2 separate regions of the Gossypium hirsutum genome follow, and region 2 is linked to region 1. Evidence: chromatin contacts called from public Hi-C data. All regions are on one chromosome and are shown on one strand. Each heading gives the region's core, a stretch centred on a gene start, on an enhancer-like site or on the middle of the called end of the contact. The rest is flanking DNA. Distances are from core to core; before and after follow the strand shown. Region 1 has its middle 45 kb from the start of LOC107886758. Region 2 has its middle 46 kb from the start of LOC107886756.

Region 1 (6,593 bases), core at 1,216-3,715:
AAGTTTATTTGTATATATATCTTACTAAGCTTTTGAAAGCTTACTTTGTATGTATTTGCTTTGTTTTATAGATATCATAGCTACCGGGAGCTCGGGGATCATCGAGGATCATCACCACACTATCGAACCTTACTTTGGTATCTTTTGAATGTGTAAATATTGAAGTATGACATGTATAGGCTAGAAGTCTTTGATATGTTTTGTAATGTGTATATTTAGCCATGTGATATGGCTTAATTATGGTTGAATTTATGTTTCGATTATGATATATGATATGTAATGCAAATGGTGCATATGTGATGTGCTCTTGAATGACCAAATGAAATGGTCAATTTTGGTAAGCTTTGGTATGTGTTTATTTGAGTAATTGGTAAGTTTTAATGTTGTGAATTGAAGTATTGAATCATGTGTATTGGCATGAAATTGAGTTAGTGAATTGATATGATTTGGGATGGTCATAAGTATGATAATTGGTTGTTAATGATATTGTTTGTATGACATATGTATTGGTTGCAAATTAGCTGAAATATTGGCATAAAATGTTGTAGTTTTGATGCTTGTAGACTTCACCCAAATTAGGTGGCAAATTGGCTTTTTAAATAGCCTATTTTTGTTCACACGCGCAGATACACGGGCATGTGTCTCAGCCCTGTGTCCCCTAGGGTACCCTACGATTGTAAGTCAGTCTTGGGCACGGCCAAGGCACATGGGCGTGTCTTGTAGCCATGTGAGCAAGTCAGTATGTATGCCCTATTTTGACATGACCTAGACACACGAACGTGTCTAATGCCATGTAAGGCACACGGCTTGTTCACACGGGCGTGTGGCCTGTACAATTTTGAAAATTTTTAAGTTTTGGAAAAAAACTGTATGAACTCAGTTCATTCCCAACCCCTTTCTAGTGCGTGATTTAGGTCTCGATGACCTATGTAAGGGACTCAATAGTAATATTTGATTTTGATTTGTGAATGATGAATATGAATTGTTCGTGTAATGTTTCAATTTGTCTGGTAATGCCTTTAACCCTAGTATGGTGATGGATACGGGTTAGGGTGTTACAGTCTAACCTTTCAAAAAGCGTGCCTCTATGCCAAGTAAAAAGAGGTCCTCTAAAACCCAAATCGTGCAACTTGGCTTTCTCTACAAATTCTCCAAACTGAGGACATCTCCTTCCATTAGTAATACCACCAAACTTTTCAAAAGAAGATAGAATTGCGTTGAAATCACCAATAACAATTTATGGAATACGACTGGATAGAATCAAAGACCTTAAGACATCCCAAAGATCCTTACATTTTTGCCGATTAAGAATGGCATAAACGAAAGAAATAAAAAATGGACGTGAATAGGACATTTGCCAAACTTTAGCAAGAATAAATTGAGGATGACTACGAACCACCTCGACACGAATGGAATCTTTCCAACCAAGCCAGATACCTCCAGAGTACCCAATCGCCTTTACTCAATGAGAGCGCTGGAAACCTAATTTTGCAATAATGCTATCAGCTTTAGCTCCACTAACTCTTGTCTCAAGCAAACAAACTATATATGGTTATGCTCCATGTTATATTCTCGAAAAATTCAGGGAAATTTAAAACTGGCACATCCCCAACAATTTCAAGAAAAAATTATAAAATTTATAATAAAAAACGAAAGGTTAGAAGACATACCATTACTGCTGAGGGACTAAATCCCCCTCAAAGGTTAAACTTGCGCCTCCCGAATCTACAATACCATTTTGACTGGGATTATGAGTAGAAAGAATATTTGCCATCACCTCCATAGATTCTGGTAAAGGGATTCGTGCACTAACAGAAGATTTAAAACGACTCACACGTCCTCGAAGAGCATTTGAACTCTTATGGCTACACAGTTTTTATTAATTTTAAAATCACTATTTCTATTAATAAAATTGGATTTGTCCACACTCGAACTAGACACTAAGTCTAATCCCGATTTCTTCACTGAGCAATTCCAGATTTAACCCCTTGGTCGGAGGAAATACTTTCCTTAAAAGACATCGCAGAATGTTTCTCGGGATCAAGGACACCTTCGAAAATTTGGATTTCAACTCCTTCAAACATTTCGAAAGCTGGATTAAAATGGGCCTTAACCCTTTCTAAATTACTAGAAGTAATATTTTTTGAAACACCAAAATTTAAAGAATTTTGGTTATCGCCTTCCATGCCCGTTCCAATAAATTTATAAATTTCCTGTTCATTACCTACAAGTTTGCCAAAAAAGAAACATTAGCGTTTGATTTAAAAATTTGGCCCTCGTTACTTTTACCTTTACTCGACAATTCCATAGGTCTTTTGCCCAAAATTTTATCTAGGCTAAAATTAGATTTTTGGCCCAAATGATTATCCCCTAAGTTGTCCAATGAAATTCCCTTAGTAGGACCTAAAAAGGCTCCATAGCCCAAAACACTCTTACGGCCTGCTTCAAGATTAGACCCAGAATTTTCCTTAACACCCTTATTAACCCTAACCTTCAGCCTCCCATCACTGACAACCCCTCTCTCCCCCACCTTCTCCGGCATAAAATCTTCATTCACCACCCTCAAATCACACCTCAAATCCCCAACCTGATTGAGCGCTGAGAATCTAGACTAGACTTAGAAGAAACATTTCATATTTTTCCGCACCATTAGCTTGATGAACGCGTTGGCCACGTCTCGCCTTGCACTCAACCAGCATCCTCGGGCTGAACTCAGGCCTCTTAGCAGCATTGGGTATGCCACCAACGCCACCTTGTGCCTCAACCACCATATTCGTCGGTTGCTCCCAAGTATGATCCACCATAACCGTCGGGCAAAGCTCCTTAACATGGCCATATTTACCACATGTAAAACACACCGTTGGCAGAGCCTCATACTCAACTTGTTGAACGGTTCCGTCCACCATCACCTGAAAAATCAACTGTTTATCAAGATTAATAAAAACAACTTTCCCAATGAGACCGCCAGTGGCTTCTATAATTTTTCAATTGTACAGGTATCCCGGAAGCCCCGGCAGTCGGATCCAAGGGGATATGGCTGCAATGTGTTAAAATCCTTAATCCACGGTTGGATAGTAAGATATTGCCCGTAGATAATCCAAGGGCCTTAGGTTAAGACTTTATTGTAATCACCAATATCTTGTAACTTAACCAAAAAATAACCATTAACAGTATCCATAAGATGAAAAGATATAGCAAGTTTCCAAAGACTAAGGATACGGTTATGGAGAGCATTGTATCCGATATTACGGCCTAAAAGCTTAAGAACAATCATTAAATCCATTTCTTTGAAAAGAATGTTTTTAATACGATCCGAGAAAACAATAGTAGGCATCCTGTCTACCATGGTTGTACTCACGTCCCCTTATAGAAAGTCAAAGTCGTTTTCACTTCCCTCAGAGGAACCATTTCGATCTGATATGGAGTGAGAAGCTTCACCCAAAAGCATGTCCTTCCACGACAGTTTTGGAGGCAGATCTAGAACAACAGCCATCACAACAGTCTCCTCTTCAACTCCATCCTTAAATCTGACTTTCTTTGTGTTCCGATCCCCATCAAAACAAAGGACAACATCGCCATAGAAACCAGAATCTTCCATTGCTTTTCTCTCCCTTTTTAAAAAAATTTTAAAAATTAAAGTAAATTAAATTTGAAATAATTTCAAATTCATTGAAACCAAACTTTAACTAAATCTAACTTAATTCAACTTTAAAATTTTAAAATTTAAGGCAAAAGAAATTCAATTTAGCTCATATTTTCATTCCAATTTTAGAATTAAATTGATAATTCGAATTAATTATACCTAAAAAGTTTTAAAATCTTAACTGAAATTGCAAGCTTTACACAAAATGAATTGTCTACATATAATTAGCATTTTATAGTAGCCAATCTGTAGTAGCCAACTCTCAAGATTAGATTATAAAGTATGATGGTTGACAATTTATTTTCTTCAATAACCTATGTAGAAATGTTAGAAACTTTTGTTAAAAAATAGAAAATGTTTCTTGTGAAGTCATTCAAACACTAAAATATATAAGTTTTTTTTTAAATCAAACTTATTTTTTAATAATCATTTTCTAAAAGCTATTTTCAATTAAACAAACACAATTTTCTATTTCTAATTTTACACATTCATAGCAACAAAAATATAAAATTTTGTTGAAAATAGAAAATGTTTTATGTGAAATCATTTAAACACTAAAAAATATAAGCTTTTTAAGAAAAATAATTTATTTTTCAATAATAAATTTTTTGATAACTATTTTCAATCAAACAACACAATCTTGATTTAAAAAATGAACGCCATTTAATCATCGAGAACAAAAATGAACATTACTTTGATTTAAAAAATTTCTTTTTTTGTGCCTCGTGCAAGGACTAATGCAATATTTAAAATAATGTGTATTTAGCTTATTCGGGCATAGTATAAAAACGGGTAAGTACATTTAAATACAACTCGAGGCATTGTTATAACAAAATAAAATAAAAAGGGAAATGTATAAAAATGAAACGATGATGTACGAAAAAAATAAAAATACCATACTAGTAAATGACGATAATATGATTATAATAATAAAACACCAATTAACAATGGCAATAATCATATTATAATTACAAATTCTAATACTAATTAAATAATAATATAAAAATTTTAAAAAATAATAATAATGAAAAATAAATAATAACAATAATGAGAATAATAAGAAGAACCAAATGTGCAAAATAAGAATATAAAGAACACTATAAACTTTAAATAAAAAGAATAAAGGAATCAATGAATAAATAAATACATAAATAAATAAATTCATGAAAAATTGAAATTAAATAAACCAAGGACTGAATCAGAATGAAAATGAAGTTAAAAGTATAAATTATGATAAAATAAGTAAATAAAGACTAAAATGAAAAGCGCGAAAACACAAAGGGACTAAATGCAAAATTATCCCAATCCCTAGGACACGCGCCCTTTCTCCAGGAGATCAACTAACCGAGGACTTAATTGAAAATGAGATAAAATTAAATGGTGAAATTTCTAAAAAGAAAGAATAGTGAAATTAGGATTAAATTAAAACAACTTAAAAGGCGGAAGGACTAAAGTTGTAAATATCCCCTTTAAACAAAAACACTTGGATACTGCTGATTCAGTTCAAGTTGGGTTGAATTAGTTTGGGTCCAAAACGACGCCGTTTTGGCATCTGAAGCATAAGCCCAAAGCGACGTTGTTTTAGGTCTTATATAAGTAAAAAAAAAATCATTTCAAACCCCAGTTAAAAAAAATTCTGAAAACCACTTTTTTTCTCTCCAAGCCTCCCCATCTCTGGCCCTGGCTTCGGCGATCCTTCACCGTGACAGCCACTAGTCGTCGGCAATAGCTCCATCGTTCTCGGTTGCCTGAAAACCTAAATGACCCTTTTTTCGAGCCCCTTTTTGAATAGAACCCAAATTTGGGGTTTAAATCCCTAGAAATCTAACCCACACTTGGCCGAGGGAAAAGAAATCGAAAGGTTTCACCTTTCTCTGATGAGGCCTTCGTCTTGATGGAAAAGGACCGATGATGGTGGTGACGACAATGTATCTCAGGTAAGATTTTTTTTACTTTATTATATATATATGTAATAATAGATTCCCAAAAGAAAAATAAAAAATCACATTTTGAAGTTTTTTTGTTTTATATTTTGGTTGCCTTTTTTTTCATCTTTGATTTTTATTTTTTATTTTTTAAAATTCCCCTTTTACAATCGATTTTCAGTCTTTTTTATAGCCAGATTACACTATTATTTTTATCTATTTTTCTACTATTCTTGCCTATGTTGCGTGTTTGGTTTCTGTCTTTACAGGTGGTGGTTGACGGTGGTAGACCTTAGGCGACAAGGCCGCTGGCATAGTAGAGGTGGCAACGCGCAAGCTAGGGTTAGGGTTTCTGTTTTTTAAAAGATGTTTAGGCTATTGGGCTTGTAACTTTGGGTTAGGGTTTTTTTATTTGGGCCATATTGTAAATGGACTATTATTTTTTATTGGACTTTAATATTTTGTTTTATTTATTATTATTTTATATTGGGCCGAACAAAATTGGCCTATTACAGTTGCCGCTCTTTGCTCATTAGCGTTTAGCGGGAATGGAGCAAAGACTCTAAAAGGGCCAATTTTGTTGGGTCTTGTCGAATCTCGACTTCTTTGGTGCTTCTCTTCTTCTAGTAGTCCAATTCTAACCCACTGGAACTTCAGGGATATAGGAATTGTAATTTCAATCTACTCCGCTCCAACCTCAGAGAGATGAGATTCATATCTTCAATTTGCTCTGCTGCAACTTCAGGGAGATAATATTCACTACCTTCAATCTACTCCACTACAACTTCATGGAGATAAGATTTATTATCTTCAATCTACTCCAATGCAACTTCAGGGAAATAAGATTTGTGACTTGCAGCTTTTATCTATTCCACTGCAACTTCAGGGAAATAAGATTTGTAGCTTCAACCTGCTCCACAGCAACTTCAAAGAGATAAGGTTCACTTCAATCTGTTCCACTGCAACTTCAAGAATATAAGATTTGTAACTTGAAGCTTTAATTTGTTCCACTGCAACATTAGGGA
Region 2 (6,743 bases), core at 285-2,784, 240 kb before region 1:
TTATATCAAAGCACATGAGTTATATACGCATGATCAGTGACTAACTCAAGATTTAGGTAAGTCACACCATGAACGTCAGAAGTAATTAATTCACAAATAGATTCAAAACTAATTCAACTTGGGTCTAGCCCAATGTATTATTCTTCCAATGAGTACATTTATGTCTTTACCCGTGAAGTCAACTGCTCTGATAGCCAAAACTAGTCATCTCTCTAATTGAAATTGTAGACGACATAATAATCCTTCTATATATTTGAATCAAATACTCACTTTGATTCTTTTATGAGATTATGGACTTGTTTAGACTATCTAACGAAGTAAGTTGTTTTTCTCACAACGTAAATATTCTTACAATGCCACTTATCATTAGCTTTAACTTAGACAATCAATGAGCTAACATTCGTTTGTCAGAATTTCGCTATGTATGCAAAATATGAAAGACAAAAACAAAAAAGATATAATAGTGAAATGTGAAATTAACTTTACTCTTTTATTCATCGTTCAAATACATAGAAAATATTTACATGTTTACTATAATATGAGCACATATCCCAACATAAATTAATTGAGGGGAATACCTGATAGTTAACCCTTACCGAATGAACAACCTTGAAATCAACTTCCACAATTTAGCTCCTCAATAGCCTTGCGAACTAGAAGATTCAACTTAAATCAACGGCCTCAACTATGCGGATCGTTTAAACTCGATTGTTATTTCCCTTGATGGATTCAACCACTCACTCAATTGGTCACATCAATGTGTTCTTTGGTAAACCGATTACGACAATTACAGATCGTATCAGTTCTTCCAACTGTATATTGTACAACACCAAATCAACGAGCGCTTTTTAACTTGACACTATTACGACTTTGTGAAATGACTAAGTCTATCTCCTAAACCGAAAGAATAATGAATATTGATGTGAAGAGTGTAAGTGCAATTTCGAGTCTCACGGTTCAAACATTGAATTAATTATTCACCTAAGGCTAGATTAAATCTAGCTGAAGAACAAAATAATAATAATAACAAGAAGGAAATTTTATTGAAATTTAGAAACAAATAATTAATCAATTTTTATTTTTTGTGATTCATTAATTAAATTAATTCTAAATAAAAAAATTAGAATTAATTAATAATAAAATTAAATTGTATTAAATAAGAAAGAAGATAGTTCCTTGTTACAAAAATATATTTTTGCCCAAGTAAAATTAGTTTTAAGGTTTTTAATTTTAATTTTTTGGGGAGTTGAGGTAATTTAAATCACATATTATAAATAAAATAATAAATATTAAAACCATGTTAAGTTGATGGATTTAGTTATAAATTTCATTAATAACGTTACCATTTTCAGTTTCTTATTGTGTTTATTGGCTTCAATGAGATTGTGATGGATATTACCCTTTTCTTTTCCTTCATAATCTAATAATTCTTCTGTTTTGGAGAACCCATTTGTAATTGGGATAAAAATACGGGGGACTCAGCACTTGTGAGTTGATTTTATGGGTCGCAACTATGTTTGTGATGTCAATAATAAGGCTGAGTCCAAAATCCTTGTCGTGATAATGTTCGGAACAACCTTGGGAATTAGGCCCACTCGATGAGTGTGAACAAAAAGTATTATAAGCACAATTTTGCTGACATTTTGGTTAATATGGGGCAAGGAATGACTTTTGATCTTTTATCTTCATGTTGACTTTACTCCCTATGGTCGACCATTATCGTTATTATAAGTATCGTGGAGTTGGGCGTTAAAACAGGATGACCGAAAATGTCGCTATCCCTTCAATCCGCAGGATTACCGAAAATGGAAGGACAAAACATAAGGTTGAAGGAAAGAGTGGTGTGACGTCAGAGATTAGAAACAATTTATGGTGTAAAAACAAAATGATCACAGCCCAAATTTATTAAAGTGCATGAGGTTTTCAATCATACCATGCAAGACCAATTTTTTACTGTTTATTTCATTTGGCCTCCACGCACGTCGTGAATTTGAAGCAAAGGAACACAAACACACTCCTTTGATTCCGGAGTGACGAGGACATTAATTGAATCTGTCAATGCCGCCAATGCCTTTGACTAGAAAATTGAATTTTCCAGACAGTTCCATGCTCAGCTTATTCTCTATCTTTTATTTCTTTAAGTCACCAAATAATAAAAACAATTTCCACCACCCATACCTTGCATAATTACGGGTAAAAATTGTCTTTTCGCTTCCTCACCGAGAGGAAAGTCCAAGGTTTTTTATTTGGAAAATAAAAATTAGCCTAACAAGTTCTTTTCAACTTTATCTTCTTTCATATATTTGTGGTTCATCTTTATATCACTGCTTTCATATTTAACTTTTGAAGTCTCGACAACGGTGCAGGTAAAGGTCATTCGAGAAGTTATGTAAAATGTCGGTTCAGCCCTGTCCATTCACTACAGAGTTTGTGTGGAAATTATCTTGATTTAAAAAAAAAAAAAAACTATATCTCACTCTCTTTTAAAAAAAATAAACATGATATTATTTATATTTCAAGTCCAACCTTTTGCAAATTACTTGTATAAAAAAAACTAATTGGATTTGAAATCAATATTTTGTCAAGGTAATGTATTTCAGGAAACTATTTTAAGAATAATTATTTTCTTTCTTTGTGTAAAATGATCAAAAAATACTCTTATGAAAATACAAATACCTTTAATCGAATAGAATAAATTGAATTGCACTACAAAATGTTTTAAAGCATAATAAAATTCAGAAATATATATAATTTTAAAATTATTCTTCTCTTATTACTCAATCTCATTATTTCAATTCCCATTTTTGATGTCTACATATAAAGTACTATTAAGGTATGAAGGCAGTCCGGTATTGCTACTTCAACTGCTTCATTTCAAGTGCTTCAAAGTTCAAGACCGATAGTTTAGTTAATAGTTAGTTAAGTCAGTTGTATTCTGTTAATATTTCTGTGGGTGACTATTAAGTCATTTTTAGTTGATTTCTTGACAGGTTCATTAATTTATTCATTGTATAAATACATAGTTGGATTTTATTGGGATTATTCGAGTTAAAGATATAAAATAATTAAGTAGGCTCTTTTTCTCTTTTGATGTTATTTACATAATCAAACAAGTATTAAAAGATATTTATGCGTCTCTTTGAAAAGATATAATATTTCCTTTTAGAAAGATTAATGAATAATTGTGTCAATTTACATGTATACACTTCTTTTCAAATTTATACTACATTTTTTCTTTCTTTTCTATTATATATATATTATTCTATTATTATATGGAACAGATTCTACGTTATAATTAGTTGAATATATCTTTATACTTATTTTTTTCCTTCTAATTACATTGTATTATATTAGTGAAACTTTTAAAAGAATGGAAACAGAAGAAAATATGATATAATTATATGAATGGGTAAAAAGTTAAAAAAAAAAGTAATAATTGATTAAAATTGAATCAAAAGATAATTTAATCAATAAAGTCAGAAAAAAACAATATTTTCTCAAGTTTGTGGTTGGATCTGTAACAGTAAACAATTGCAACGATTTTGAATAAAAAATAAAACATTTGCTTTCCTATTTTCTCAACTACTACGAATTCCGACATCCTAAACATTTTTATCGTGCATAATTAAGAATGTAGACTATTAATCATTAAATTATATGTAAATTTTTATTTTAATAATTTAATTTAAAAATTTATAATTTAATTATTGAACTATATAAAATTTTTTATTTAAATCACTGGACTGTTAAAACCAATGCTATATGATTTTCTTTATTCACACTGCCTCCACCAATCGAATTCTCTCTTTTCCTTTATCTTTTACGGTTCAAATTTTTTTCATAAAACAGTTTTAGACGTCATAAATCTGTGAACTAAAATTCAAACATTTTTTTCTAATCTTCGATATTAATCATTAGATCATCTTAGATATAAGATATGTTATTCTTTTCGTCGATAAGTACTAATCTACTATATCGATTGTCGAATCATCAGTTGGAGTTCATTGCTAGAACTTTTTAAAAATAAAACTTCACAATTTAGTGACTTAAATGAAAACTTTTAAATAATTCAGTGTCTAAATTGTAACTTCTTTAATTAAATCAATAAAAGAAATTATCCATACTTAAAAATAATTTGATCATGTTCGATGTAGTCGGATATTTAGGCGTTTAACGTTTATTAAATGGATGAGAACATGAATGTGCAATTAATGGGGGATGACAAACCGACACTCACTCCATATATTAGTATCACCCACCCACCAACCCACCTTCTTTTTTTTTTTTTTTTATCTCTGTTATGGATGTGGTTTGCTTTGAGATAATGCACCATGGAGATTATTATTGTTTATTATAGGCCTTGTTCAATTTTAGTAAAACGTGAATGATTTGATCTCATTGTTTTATCAAGGGTTGGTTTAGCATTCTCGTTAATACAAATTTTGAGGTCAAAAATTTTCTTTTACATAGGTAAAATATTTTGGGATTATCATTTGATTTGTATCATTCTCGTGTTTATATATATAATTTTATTTTAAACAAATATTTTTTTAATATTTTAATTCCTAAAAGCATTTTCTCAAACTCAAGTTTTTCTTAAACCAAATTAGATTATTTATTTAATTTTTTAATTAGACTGGATCGGTCGGGTATTGATTAGAAGAGTTGACTCACTACATTTGAAATTAGTTAAATCATATTAAATATCAATTGAAATAACAGTTTAATTGATTTTTTTATTTTTAAAATAATTTATCTAATTAAATCAAATGAATTGATTAAAATAAAAATAAATAATTTGACTGAATTAATTACGTATTTAATTTTGAAAATCTTAGATTTAATGTTAGAAAAGATATGTGACCTAGGAATCTCTCCACAGTCATCCACAAATAAACCTTCATTTGTTATAACCTAAATATCTGGGATATGAGTATAAAATTAGGGTCATGAAAGGTCAGTTTAGTGTAGAGGGGTAAAGACAACATATGATTCTAAAATTTGATTGACACGTGTATGAGCTAAGGTGGATCCATTGACCGTCAAGGACACTCAAATTAATCATAGCTGGCAAGTACCACTGTTGGATTTATATATCCATGAGGCATTAAGTAAATCTGATAACCAAAAACCACATATTTCCTCTGCCTTTAATTCTCCTCTCATATCATCTATCAAGTAATAGTAAAGTGTGATTTGGGGTCCTAACATAGTGTCCCCCTTGGACAATGATGGCTATTTTGCTACCACCAGCTGAAAACACCGTCCTGCCACTGCCAGTCCATCTGTCCCACAGGCATGAATGCGTGTGCAACTATCTCATTAATCCCCCTCCCCCCTCTTATATTTAACCTTCGCCTCTATTGGCTCTGCACCAAGTTTGAAAACTTCATTCCTAACACACCAACATGCACCTCAACACCATTTACAAATCTACTTTTAGCACTTGGCAACATTGCCAATCTCATTCTCCTTCCATGCACTAACTTCTAACTAACCACACTTCAAACTCCTCCTAGTCACAAATACTGGTGCCATCCGGCCAAAACGCCGCATCTACTGCCTAACATTGTCAAAGTCTTGTGCGTAGATCCCTCCACTCTACATATCACATCCAATGCTTCTCAATGCATCCATCGCAAACTTTGATCAAGAGCTTAAACAGCCACATAAGGGTGACATTGACTAGCTCCATGATGATGATGAAATAGTCCTTAGTCCTTTTTTTTATTATCTTGAAAAGGTATAAACCCTTAGTCCTTGGTCATTCGTCAAGGAGAGGTACCGCCAACTTGAACACCCAAGGCGCATGTGATGGAACAATTGATTGTTATTGGTCACCTCAACCATAACCTACAAAGAGTTTTTGACATCATAAGGAGTACCGTGGTCTAGGGCTCTAGTAGGACTTGGTATTACTCCCTCAATCCTAGGTCTATTGCTTCAAATTTAAACCACGATAGGAGAAACCTTTTGGGGCTATTTTGTGATTTCGTCAGAAAAATTATAGTTGAGTAATCAGTCATTCATTTGTCCGTTGCTAAAAGTTAAATTTTTGCCGAAAATATTGAATTATTTTCAGTAGAAAACAATATTCTCTCTCGTTGCGTCTTTATCCTCATTCCATAGCAATATTAAGATTAGTAAAAATTTATGTTTGAATTCTATGAATTAATTAACTGATTACAAATGCAGATTTCTGTACGTAGTTGCAAATTCTATCCATTGCCACTGGAGCTAGCTAGTGGTACTGCCACTACAAAATGAACTAATCTGACTGCCACTAAGTTATTGCATATTATAAATAACTTATAAAAATATCATAGGGTGAATCTCTCCATCTCTCTTTTTAGGAATAAATTACTAATAAACACCTTGCTTACATAATGGCAGTCTTTTAAACACTATAATCGGGTTATTCATCCAATTAATTATTCCGGTATATACATAAGATTAATAGACTGACCCTGGATATGAACAGCATGCGTTACTGTCAATTTAACTCACAAGCATATAGGTTGCAGGATTATTCATTTAATCCTAAATCTAAATGTCTTGTCTTCATCTCGGGTTGTTAAGTAGTTAGTAACTAACATGTATCTATGTTCAAAAATTGTCCAAATCAAAGGTTGTTAGACTAAGGAATGAGTTCACATGTTACCAAATTTACATATAGATTATTAATTATTCCATGGGAATATTTTAAGATATAACATTTGATATCTAAAATTGATATTTTTTTA

What was found. A called contact is a pair of places that touch in the nucleus more often than the background predicts.
Region 2: a Hi-C map of leaf shows a contact between it and region 1, with 2.7 times the contacts expected there. The contact joins two enhancer-like sites. A contact is called at or near these places in 6 of 34 Hi-C or Micro-C datasets (callus, cotyledon, hypocotyl and 1 more).

The regions. Positions count from the first base shown.
Region 1 is chrA03:106,072,958-106,079,550 of Gossypium_hirsutum_v2.1, reverse strand. No RefSeq gene overlaps it. Among protein-coding and RNA genes, the nearest start is that of LOC107886758, 45 kb to the left of the region's middle. Within about 2 kb of position 2,465, at least 8 of the 9 cell types and tissues checked have an H3K27ac peak or open chromatin away from gene starts, as enhancers often do. A contact at or near this core is called in leaf, where this site is marked.
Region 2 is chrA03:106,314,947-106,321,689 of Gossypium_hirsutum_v2.1, reverse strand. No RefSeq gene overlaps it. Among protein-coding and RNA genes, the nearest start is that of LOC107886756, 46 kb to the right of the region's middle. Within about 2 kb of position 1,534, at least 1 of the 9 cell types and tissues checked has an H3K27ac peak or open chromatin away from gene starts, as enhancers often do. A contact at or near this core is called in leaf, where this site is marked.